Regions from separate parts of the Arachis hypogaea genome. Here region 1 is linked to region 2. A link is a contact called in public Hi-C data. All regions are on one chromosome and are shown on one strand. Each heading gives the region's core, a stretch centred on a gene start, on an enhancer-like site or on the middle of the called end of the contact. The rest is flanking DNA. Distances are from core to core; before and after follow the strand shown. Region 1 holds the start of LOC112732673. Region 2 holds the start of LOC140177671.

Evidence for each region. A called contact is a pair of places that touch in the nucleus more often than the background predicts.
Region 1: a contact with region 2 is called in a Hi-C map of an unstated tissue, with 5 times the contacts expected there. The contact joins the promoter of LOC112732673 here to the promoter of LOC140177671 in region 2. A contact is called at or near these places in 5 of 8 Hi-C or Micro-C datasets (leaf and an unstated tissue).

Annotation. Positions count from the first base shown.
Region 1 is chr13:111,015,534-111,020,713 of arahy.Tifrunner.gnm2.J5K5, forward strand. It overlaps LOC112732673, which reads left to right and starts at 1,771. Exons shown (of 5, transcript XR_003168071.3): 1 at 1,771-2,439; 2 at 2,534-2,668; 3 at 3,181-3,330; 4 at 3,414-3,561; 5 at 3,595-3,781.
Region 2 is chr13:110,837,887-110,842,977 of arahy.Tifrunner.gnm2.J5K5, forward strand. LOC140177671 reads left to right here and starts at 3,032. Exons shown (of 2, transcript XM_072210820.1): 1 at 3,032-4,194. The coding sequence starts at 3,053. LOC140177670 (glutathione S-transferase T3-like) reads left to right here and starts at 1,955. Exons shown (of 2, transcript XM_072210819.1): 1 at 1,955-2,333; 2 at 2,778-2,797. The coding sequence starts at 1,955. The coding sequence ends at 2,797.

The sequences.
Region 1 (5,180 bases), core at 521-3,020, 180 kb after region 2:
TTCTCAACATGGTAAAGGTGCCCGAATAGTTAATAAATAATGTCTCGAAAAGCCAGAGACATTCCAAAACTCCAACAATCCAAATTCATGTCCTAAAGTTTTCTCTAAACCAAACTCATGGTGACTATATCTAAGTGTTTCTAATCTAACTCTCCGTTTCTTTTCTCAGCAATCCTCCAACTTTAGGTGGAACAACCCTCAGTGCCTCCTCCACCTGTTAAAGGGATCTCTCAAAAACAAACATAGACAAAACAGATAAGAAAAACACAGATATAGATAGTAGTTTTGAGTTGAATCTTTTAGTCATTAAACTGGATCCTTAAAAATTGTATTTGAGCACGGTATTTATTATTTAATTTAAAAAAATAATCTAAAAGAATGTCAGTAGATAAAAACCTAAAACGGTATAAACATTCAAGATTATTTTAGATTTTTTTTTAAATTATTTTTTTTAAGATTTAGTGTTATGATTTAAAAAATTCAAGATAAAAAGGTCATAAATATAAGGATAAAAAATTAATTTAAAAAAAAGTAATGAATAAAAAGAGTTAATTCTCTGCCAATGAGTTATAACTCAAATAGCATAGTTTCTCCATACTCACCTAAAAAGTTGCCAGTTCGAGTCTCTCTATCTTTAATAAAAAAAAAGAGTTAATTCTCTCATGAGACTGAAACAAACTCTTAAAGTAAGCTTTTACCTCATTTGAGTTTAGGCAACAGGCTGGACTCTATTACCAGAGAGATATATTAAAACTTGGTTTGGTAAATCTCTTATCTTATGTTTATATTTATAATTTTTAAAAGGTATGGTATATTTAAAATTTTTTAATTTTTTTTAAAATTAATTTATATTTATTAAAATTAAAAAATATAATATAACTTTATATATTAATTAATATTTAAATTTAATTCTTATATTAATATCTATTATAATATTTTTAATTTTAAAAATTATTATCAAATATATTTGTTATCGTTTGAATTTATTAAATATAAATACTATAATTTTTAAAAATTTATTTTTAAAAAATTAATTTTTATAAATTATTTAAAAAATAAATAAAAACTTTATCAAACCAAACTTGAGCCGGTTTCATCACAACAAAGCAGTGCTAAGATATTATATTGTTGAGACAATATAAATAATAATTCAAAAACCAAATTGCATGTTGGACTTAACAAGTTGTGCTAAGAATGTATCAACAATATCAAGTTAACCACACTTTAATTTCATTCGTTCAACAGAACAGTAGCCCAAAATTAAACTTTCTACCTGTTTATTCAACCAATGAGTTAACGTAATGCTAGCTAGTAGAATGATTCACCAAAAAGAGAAATAAAAGATTATTGACCATCCCCTGATCAGAGATTAAATATAATAATAGTATAAAATTGAAAAAATATCAAATGAATTCCGGCGACAGGGAATTATTTAAAATTAATTAAAAAGGACCCCACCAGTCAACTGGAAGGCATGTAGTAGAAGTAGAATATTGAAAGAGGAGGGGCAAATGTGCAAATTTGTAAATATGTTATTTAATCATTCTTGTATATATAAGCATTGAAGCAGAGATGAATGGAACGTCATTGAAGAAAGTAACATAAGCTTGGATTATGTCTTGTTGTTCAACAAGTTACCAATATAATAATACACTGACAAAATAGCACCCCTCATCGTCATAATTTTGTTTTTATTTCGTTTCTATTTTTGTTCATTGTAACGACAAAACACAACTAGCTGCTTGTTCCTGTTTTTCATTTTTCAATTCAATGTCTTCTGGTCTGTATTCATTTGAAACCACTTTCCAAGCACATTCAAGCTCAGACATGGTCACTGCTGATGGAGGAGACCTTGCTTTTCTCACTGACCCTTTTCCTTTCTTCGAAAACAGCACTACTAATGATATTGGTCAACACTGTTCGAGCAACCAAAGCATGTTCGATGAGGCTCTTTCTTCTTCTTCTGTTGACCCTTTTTCATCTTGCTTCTTTTCTTTCTCTCCTCCAAGTACGCACTTAGAAAACCTTAGCCTTCAGGCCAACAACAAGAACAACCGTGTTGATCCCAATTTGGAGAGTGACTTTGCAAGTTTCTCATCGGGTTTTGATGTGACACAAGTAGTGAAGAGCGAGGAGTGCCAAATCGCTGTTGAATTTGATTATGGATATAATAATCATAATCACCAACACTTTTTTCCCCACAGTTATAGCGGTGCTGAGAATGTGGCAAAATACATGCAGAGGAGTTTCAGCAGCAACTCCTTTCATGGCAAACCTGGGAATTTTCTGTTCCAAAATAATCACTCTGACACACTAAACAACAATAATAATAATAACAACATGGAATCTCCAAGTTTTCAAAGACATGATATGAGTTCACCTGAAAACAGTGCCTTCAATGGACAAATGAGGAGGGTGTGCAGCACTGGAGATCTGCAGGTACAAATTAAATAATCAAAAACATATTTTATGCATTATTATTTCCTTTTGTAAGTTGATTAATTGTTTGACTGAAAAAATGATCATGTATCAGAAGTGTCAAAGGGAAGGATCATTGTTGGAGGAACCGAATTTCAAAGTAGGGCGTTATAGTGCTGAAGAAAGAAAAGAAAGAATATCAAAATATAGAGCCAAGAGAAGCCAGAGGAACTTCAACAAAACCATCAAGGTATGTATAATAATTAAGATGAATAATTAGAATAAAATATGGTATTAATATTAGTACTGACCAAACTATTTTGATAATCAATTTCAACCAAATTAGTTTAATAATTTATTGATAAAATAAAAATTAATTGAAAAAGAAAGAAAGAAATGTATAAGAAGATTTAAAAAAAAAAAATACTAATATAGAGTAAATATATAATTTTAATTATGCACATATATATTAAAATCTGTTATTAAAATTAGTTATTAATATAAAATATATATTGAAATATAACATATGTATTAAAAATAAATTAAATAATATATATATTTGTATCTAAATATATGATAATTAATTTTAGTATTATTTTTGAATAATTTAAAACAAATTCTATAATACTTATTGGTTGGTATCTAATTATCTTTTTTATTTTTTTAAATTGAATATTAATTTTTAATTTTTTTAATAGCAAGTTAGACCTCACTTTTTTTTTTTTGAAGCACCATAGTTTAATTTGTTGTGTGGGGTAACAGTATGCATGCCGAAAAACACTAGCCGACAATCGACCGCGCATACGTGGCAGATTCGCACGCAACGACGAGGAGCGCGACATTATTCCTATTCCAAATCACAACGCTCCATGTTCAGCCCGAGATGATGAAGACGAAGAAGTCGATTTCTGGGTAAACTACTATTTCTCTATCAAATTCCAACATGAATACATAAATCGCTTATTTGAACTTATCATATATTGTTATAATATTAGATTGAAGGGTTGCAGTTGCATGAAGAGCAGGAGGATGTAACAGTCAACGCTTATGGACCTAATCAGTTTCAGTACTTTCGTTTCTAACAGCAGAGTTCTGTTGTTGGTGGTAATTAAAGAAATTCATTTTTAAGAAACAGATAACAAAGTCAAAATATGTAGAATATGAGGTATTGATGAGGTCAAATATGAAGAAGTTGGGTACTTGGAGGAGGGAGCCCCTAGTTAGTTTATAGTTAAGTTATTCTTGGCCCCTATTTTCTCTCTGTTTTTCTTTTTTTTTCTTCCAGGTTATGATTGATTGTCGCCAATTAGAGTATAGATAATAAATAATAATATCACTTATCCCATAATCATGACATGATATAGTAAATATGCTTTTCTTTCTAGTAAGCCCTTACACCAAACTTATTATATATATATTTCATCCATTCGTCTTCAACTTATACCATATACCAAAATAAAAATTATGTGGTTCTAAATTTTATTTACACAACAACTTTTAACTTATCATTTGTCTCTTCTCTCTCAATTCGAACCCCCATGTGGAGTCTAGTAAGTAGGTACCCCGGTCACCGCAAACTCGATATTTAACAATTTTTTAGAGCAGAATGTGGCATAGCATTTTCTAGCTATGCAGCTACTCAGCTACCACAAATTGTCAACTTGGCTTAACTAACGAAAATCACAAGTTGTTCCTCACAACATGCCACTACATTTCATCTTCGGTGATTTTTTATTTTTTATTGCATTCAACCCAATTACCGCATAATCGCTTTTTTATATTGGAGTCAAAACGAATAATGATAATCGACTGTGAGATGTGCCGCAACATTCCTAGAACAGTTCAATGGTATAGGACTATAGGTTCAAATTGGCTCGTAAATCGTAATCTTCACAATTTGACTCTCAAAAAACATATGAAATAGCAAATGCGAAAATTTTTGTGCTTGCCTTTTTGGGGGAGAAAAAAAAAGGTTGATAAATAACTAAAATAGTAGTCTCTTTAATTTCAAAATAACAATTTAGTGCAGTGGGAATTGTATCTTCCAATCAAACACCAGTCAAACAAATTCCAAGGATATAAAGGTTAATTAGTTTATATTTTTACAATCTAGTGCCGTCAAATCTTCGGCCGTAATGATGACTTAGCACACAAGAATGATGGGTTTGCCAAAGTGCAAATTCAATTTCAATACCTCCTTCTAACTGATATATAAATTTTTCTCGCGAATTGGAAGTCAGAATGAAAATAAACATAATTTCAGCAGAAGTGGACTACTTATGATTAATTTCAGCTTCCCAACACAACTTTTCCTATTTTCTTGAAATACAACGTTCCTAAATTAATAATTAATCGTAGACTACGGAAAAAAAAAAGGATAATATTCTAACCTATCTTCTTGAAAGTGAAAACCTTTTCATTTAAAAAAAAAAAAGTAAAATATCTTTTTTGTCTCCAACATTTGGGGTAAATTTTATTTGTGTCCCTAACGTTCAAATCGTCCTATTTGTATTCCTAACGTTTATAAAAGTGATTCAATGTTATCCTGCCGTCGATTACACATCATGAGCGCTTTAATTTGAGTTTTAAAAATCTATTCTTAAAGTTAGAATACAAATGTTTGGGATAAAATCAATGATCTACTCTAAAAAATAGCTCATCAAATGTTGAAACTAATTCCTACAACATTTACATAATTCACTTTTCTAGAGACATAATTGAATCTAAATACAAATAGTGGGTATAATATTAAAATCGAACAT
Region 2 (5,091 bases), core at 1,782-4,281:
TTCACAGCTCCCACCGCCTCTCCTTCTTCCTCTTCGTGGTGCCCACTACTGCCTATCTCCCACTTTTTCTCTTCTTGCACTATGTCTTCTCTCTCTGTTTCACCCTCTTCCTTAAATAGTTAGATCTGGATTTATCTTTTTCTCCATCGATCGCCACTGCTCATTCGCATCTGTTCATTCTTCTTCTCTCTCGAAGGGCTCAGGTTTTGATGGCGTCTCTCTCCATTCTCTTTTTGGCAACACTGTTCATCTTTTGCAAAGAGAACGTCTCCTCCAATTTATTCACCCTCCTTTCATTGAATTGTTTTTTATTAAAAAAATTAAATCTATGTATCTTATTTTGTTTGGGATGCATCAAATAGAATTTATTTTTGTTAATTTTATACGTATTAAATTTAACTTAAATTAGAATACTGCTATTTTTGTGTTTGGTTGAAAATGGTGAGATCATTAATGAGTGATGATAACTTTTCAAAAGAAAAAGGACAAAAATAATGATGATAGGAGAATAATTAGGATAAAATTGATATTCCGATAAAATTTTAAGTTATATATTCTATTGTATTTAAATTATCAAATAAAATGAAAAATTAAATATTTTCTTGTGTTTATATATTTTTATGTATTTATATCTATATCTTTATTATTTGAACATATCAACCAAACACAGTCTAAGAAACTCTACTACTCTCAATTTATTAGAGCAACTCCAACGGTTCAAAAATTATGAACCCCATTTACTGTGTGTCAGTAAAAAGAGAGGCTTTACCGTTGGAGCAAATATCAAATGAGGACCTTCACAAATTTCAAAGCAGGTGAAGCCCTGCTTAGAGGGACTCGGTCTCTCTCCAAAAAAAATGATATTTTATTAATAAAATTAAAAGTTTAAAACTTTATATATATATATATATATATATATATATATATATATATATATTGAACCGTTACATATAGTATATTTCATATATATCATACATTTTAACGTTATATTAATTAATTATTATAATTATTAATAAATTAAATATGATTTAATTATTATATTAAATAATTAAATCATATTTAATTTATTAATAATTATAATAATTAATTAATTAAATGATTAAATTTTTATTTAATTAATAATTTATATTATTACATTAAATTAGCTGTTGTAAAATTAGCTGTTGGAAACTAGCCGTTACTATGTTACTGTTATTATTAATAAATTAATATTTTGTTACTCTATATATACCACTTAGATACACTTCTATTCTCACACTCTCTACTACTCTTCCTCATCTTCTTCCAAGTTTACAAAATCAAAGTTCTACTACAATTATTTTTTTTCGAAAAAATGGATCCAAACCAACTCAACTCTTTCTTCAATTACTTACAAAACTTTCCTCAAATTCCAAATACCCAACAATCTCAAACCTCAAACACTCAAGTTCCAAATCAAAACATCACACTACCAAATACATTTCAAAATCCAAATCCACAAAATCTTTCTAATTTCAATTTTCAAGCTCCATATAATAATCAGTTTCCTATATTCCAACCGCAAAATCAAAATTTACAAACACCTCATTTTCCATTTTCATCCATATTTAACCCTTCTATCGGAAATGTTACTCCAACTTCTTTGCCGTTTCCAACTCAATTCAGTGCATCAAGACATAACTCATCTGGTGTTGGTGGCTCTTCTAACCCATCTTCTCAGACTCCTATACAATCTAGTCCAAATTCGCAATATTCCGATTTTGCCAACCCTCGTGGATTAGATGCTATCGACCTCAATGATGATGATATTGAAGATCGGAGGCAAGATAGTATTCAACACTGGCATTGGGAAGAGGATGAGATGTTGATCAGTGCGTGGTTAAATGTTTCAACTGACCCTATAGTTGGTACCGATCAAAAGGGAGAAACATTTTGGAGTCGAATTCATAGCTACTGTGTAGAATTTTGCACCGACATGACAAGGGGGGTAGTTGCATGTAAGAAACGATGGTATAAGATCAACAAGGCTGTTGCACAATTTGCTGGTTGCTACGATCAAGCTAGTCGAAACATAAGGAGTGGTTCGAACGCTGATGATATAAAGGAGTTGGCTTATAAACTTTATTCCACAAATTATGGTCAAAAGTTCACTTTTGAGAGGCATTGGAACATGCTTCGGTTGGAGCAAAAATGGAGAAGCCAACTACCTACACAGAGTGGCGGCTCAAAGAGAACCAAGGTTAGTGCAACTGGAGCATACTCATCCTCATCAAACCCAGAAACACCGTTGGCTGACGAACCCGGTGTGGACTCTCCCGTTCGCCCACAAGGATCAAAGAAGAGCAAGCGAAGAGGTAAGGGAAAAGCACAGATGTCTGAAGATTTTAGCGAAAGAAAATCATCGGTTGTCAAAAAATTATCTCTCATGGAAGATATTAAGAATGTTAGAGAAAAGGAACTAATGGAAAGGGAAAAAGAAAGAGAAGAGGAGAAGGAACATAGAGCAAAGATGATGGCAATCAAAGAGAAGGAGATACAAATTCAAGCGGCAATGAAAGAACAAGAATTACAAACTCAGAGGTATATTAAAGAAATGGAGATAAAAGCAAAAGAAAGGGAAATGGATATGCAAATACTTAATGCTGACACGTCTACAATGAGTGAGAAACGACGAGCTCTTCATGAGATTTCATGTGAGAAAATAATGGCCAAGTGGTTTACTTAATGGTTCCTTGTATTCGTAGTGTTATGTAGTATGTTCTTATTTATTTATTGCGTATTACTGCTATGTGATGTAGTTTGTTTTATTTACTTCTGATGTAAGTTTTTAAATTAGTCAATATTATTGTGCCGTTATTGTTCATGAAAGTGACCGTTGCAAAACTAGCCGTTAAGTAGCCGTTGCAAAAGTAGCCGTTAAGAAAAACTAGCCGTTGCAAAACTAGCCGTTGCAAAACTAGCCGTTACAAAACTAGTTTCTCCACTTATAAATATCAACTATCAATGACTCCACAACTCCACTTCAACTCTTCTTTCTCACCTCGACAGAGAACTAAAAATTACATTTCTCCATATGGCTAAAAATTTTGATGATATGTTTAATGAGGCTTTGTATGGCAAAAGAAGACGGCAAGATAACACACTGATAGATAATTGGATCGATGAGTATTTACTCGAAGATTCAGAAGAAGAAGATATCGATAGAAGCCCTATCCCAATTACTCGTAGATGGATCAACAGAGATCGAGAAGCAGGACATGATCGCCTTTTTCAAGATTACTTTGCAGATGAACCGGTGTATAATGCTGACATTTTTCGACGGAGATTTCGAATGAGAAGAGATGTGTTTCTTCGGATAGTAGACGCTCTCTCAAACGTCTATCCGTATTTCCACCAGAGGGTTGATGCAACTGGAAGAAGAGGCTTGTCGCCACTTCAGAAATGTACCGCTGCGATACGGATGTTAGCATACGGCGTAGCAGCTGATGCTGTTGATGATTATGTGTGCATAGGCGAGAGCACTACAATTGAATGCTTGGAAAAATTTGTTGAAGATGTCATTTCTGTGTTCCAGGATGAATACTTGCGAAAACCCAATCCAAATGACGTACACCGCCTGCTACAAATGGCGGAGGGTCGTGGCTTCCCTGGCATGTTGGGTAGTATTGACTGCATGCATTGGCAATGGAAAAATTGTCCAAAGGCGTGGAAAGGTATGTACATGAGTGGTTATCGTGGGGTTGCAACCATTGTACTTGAGGTTGTAGCATCTTCAGACCTTTGGATATGGCATGCGTTCTTTGGAGTTTCTGGTTCAAACAACGATATCAACGTGTTAGATCGTTCTCCAGTATTTGATGACATTCTAAATGATCGTGCTCCGGAGGTAAATTATACTATTAATGGTAATAATTATACAATGGGATACTACTTAGCAGATGGTATTTATCCTGAATGGGCCACATTTGTCAAATCAATCTCAAAGCCACAAGGGGAGAAACGCAAGTTATTTGCACAATACCAAGAAGGGCAAAGAAAAGATGTGGAACGAGCATTCGGAGTGTTGCAAGCACACTTTGCAATTATACGTGGTCCAGCTCGTTTTTGGGAAAAGAAGAAGCTTGCCAACATAATGAGAGCTTGTATTATATTGCATAATATGATTGTTGAGGATGAAAGAGACACTTATGCAGGAAATTTTGCTCAAGGCTTAGAGTATGATGATGTTGAAAATGGATTATCACAACCTCAGCTGGGAGAAGAAGATTTTGCACCATACCATCAATTTCTCCAAAGAAATGCCCAACTTCGAAATAGGCAGCAGCATAGACAATTGAAAGAGGACTTGATTGAACACATATGGCAATTTCACAATGCTTGTCGTCAACTGTAGAATTTAATTATGTTTTTTTTGTATTAAGTAATTTTACAAATTTGTGTAATCCCGAATTATATATTGTGTATTGTTGTTATGTATAAATTTATTTAATATTAATATCTTTTAATAGTGAATTATTTTTAAATTTAAATATTTAAATTATATTATTAAAAAAATTAATTACATTAATTTCAAGTATTTTAATTAATTAATTAATTAGGTGGGACCACAATAGGGACTAAAGTTAGTTCCTCCTAATGGAGAAGAGAGATGTTATGAGTTCCTATTTACTGTTTAGGACGCAAAAGCTGATGTGGAGTTACTTTTTATGACAGGTGGGCCATAAACAGGAACTGGGATGAGTTCCCTACTGGAGATGATCTTATGTCCTTCCATCTTTTAGCAGTAGCAATTAATAATTTAATATGGGGTGGGACTGCGGATTCTAAGTTCCTACTAATAACCAAAACATAACAAATTCTCCTGTTTCTTCATACCATTTCTACTACTTCTCCATTTTCTTCTTTGCTTTGCGTCAAAAGAATAACATGTATCATTGCGAAATTGCGAATAATAATTATATTATATTATATTATATTATATAGAAAACCATGAAAAAGAAGAGACTAAAATAAAAGCTAACAGCCGAAAGAGATAACAAAATGTATCATCATTCATCAAATATTTGATCACTATATGAGATCTGTAAAAGGATAGCAAGCTTAACAAACTAT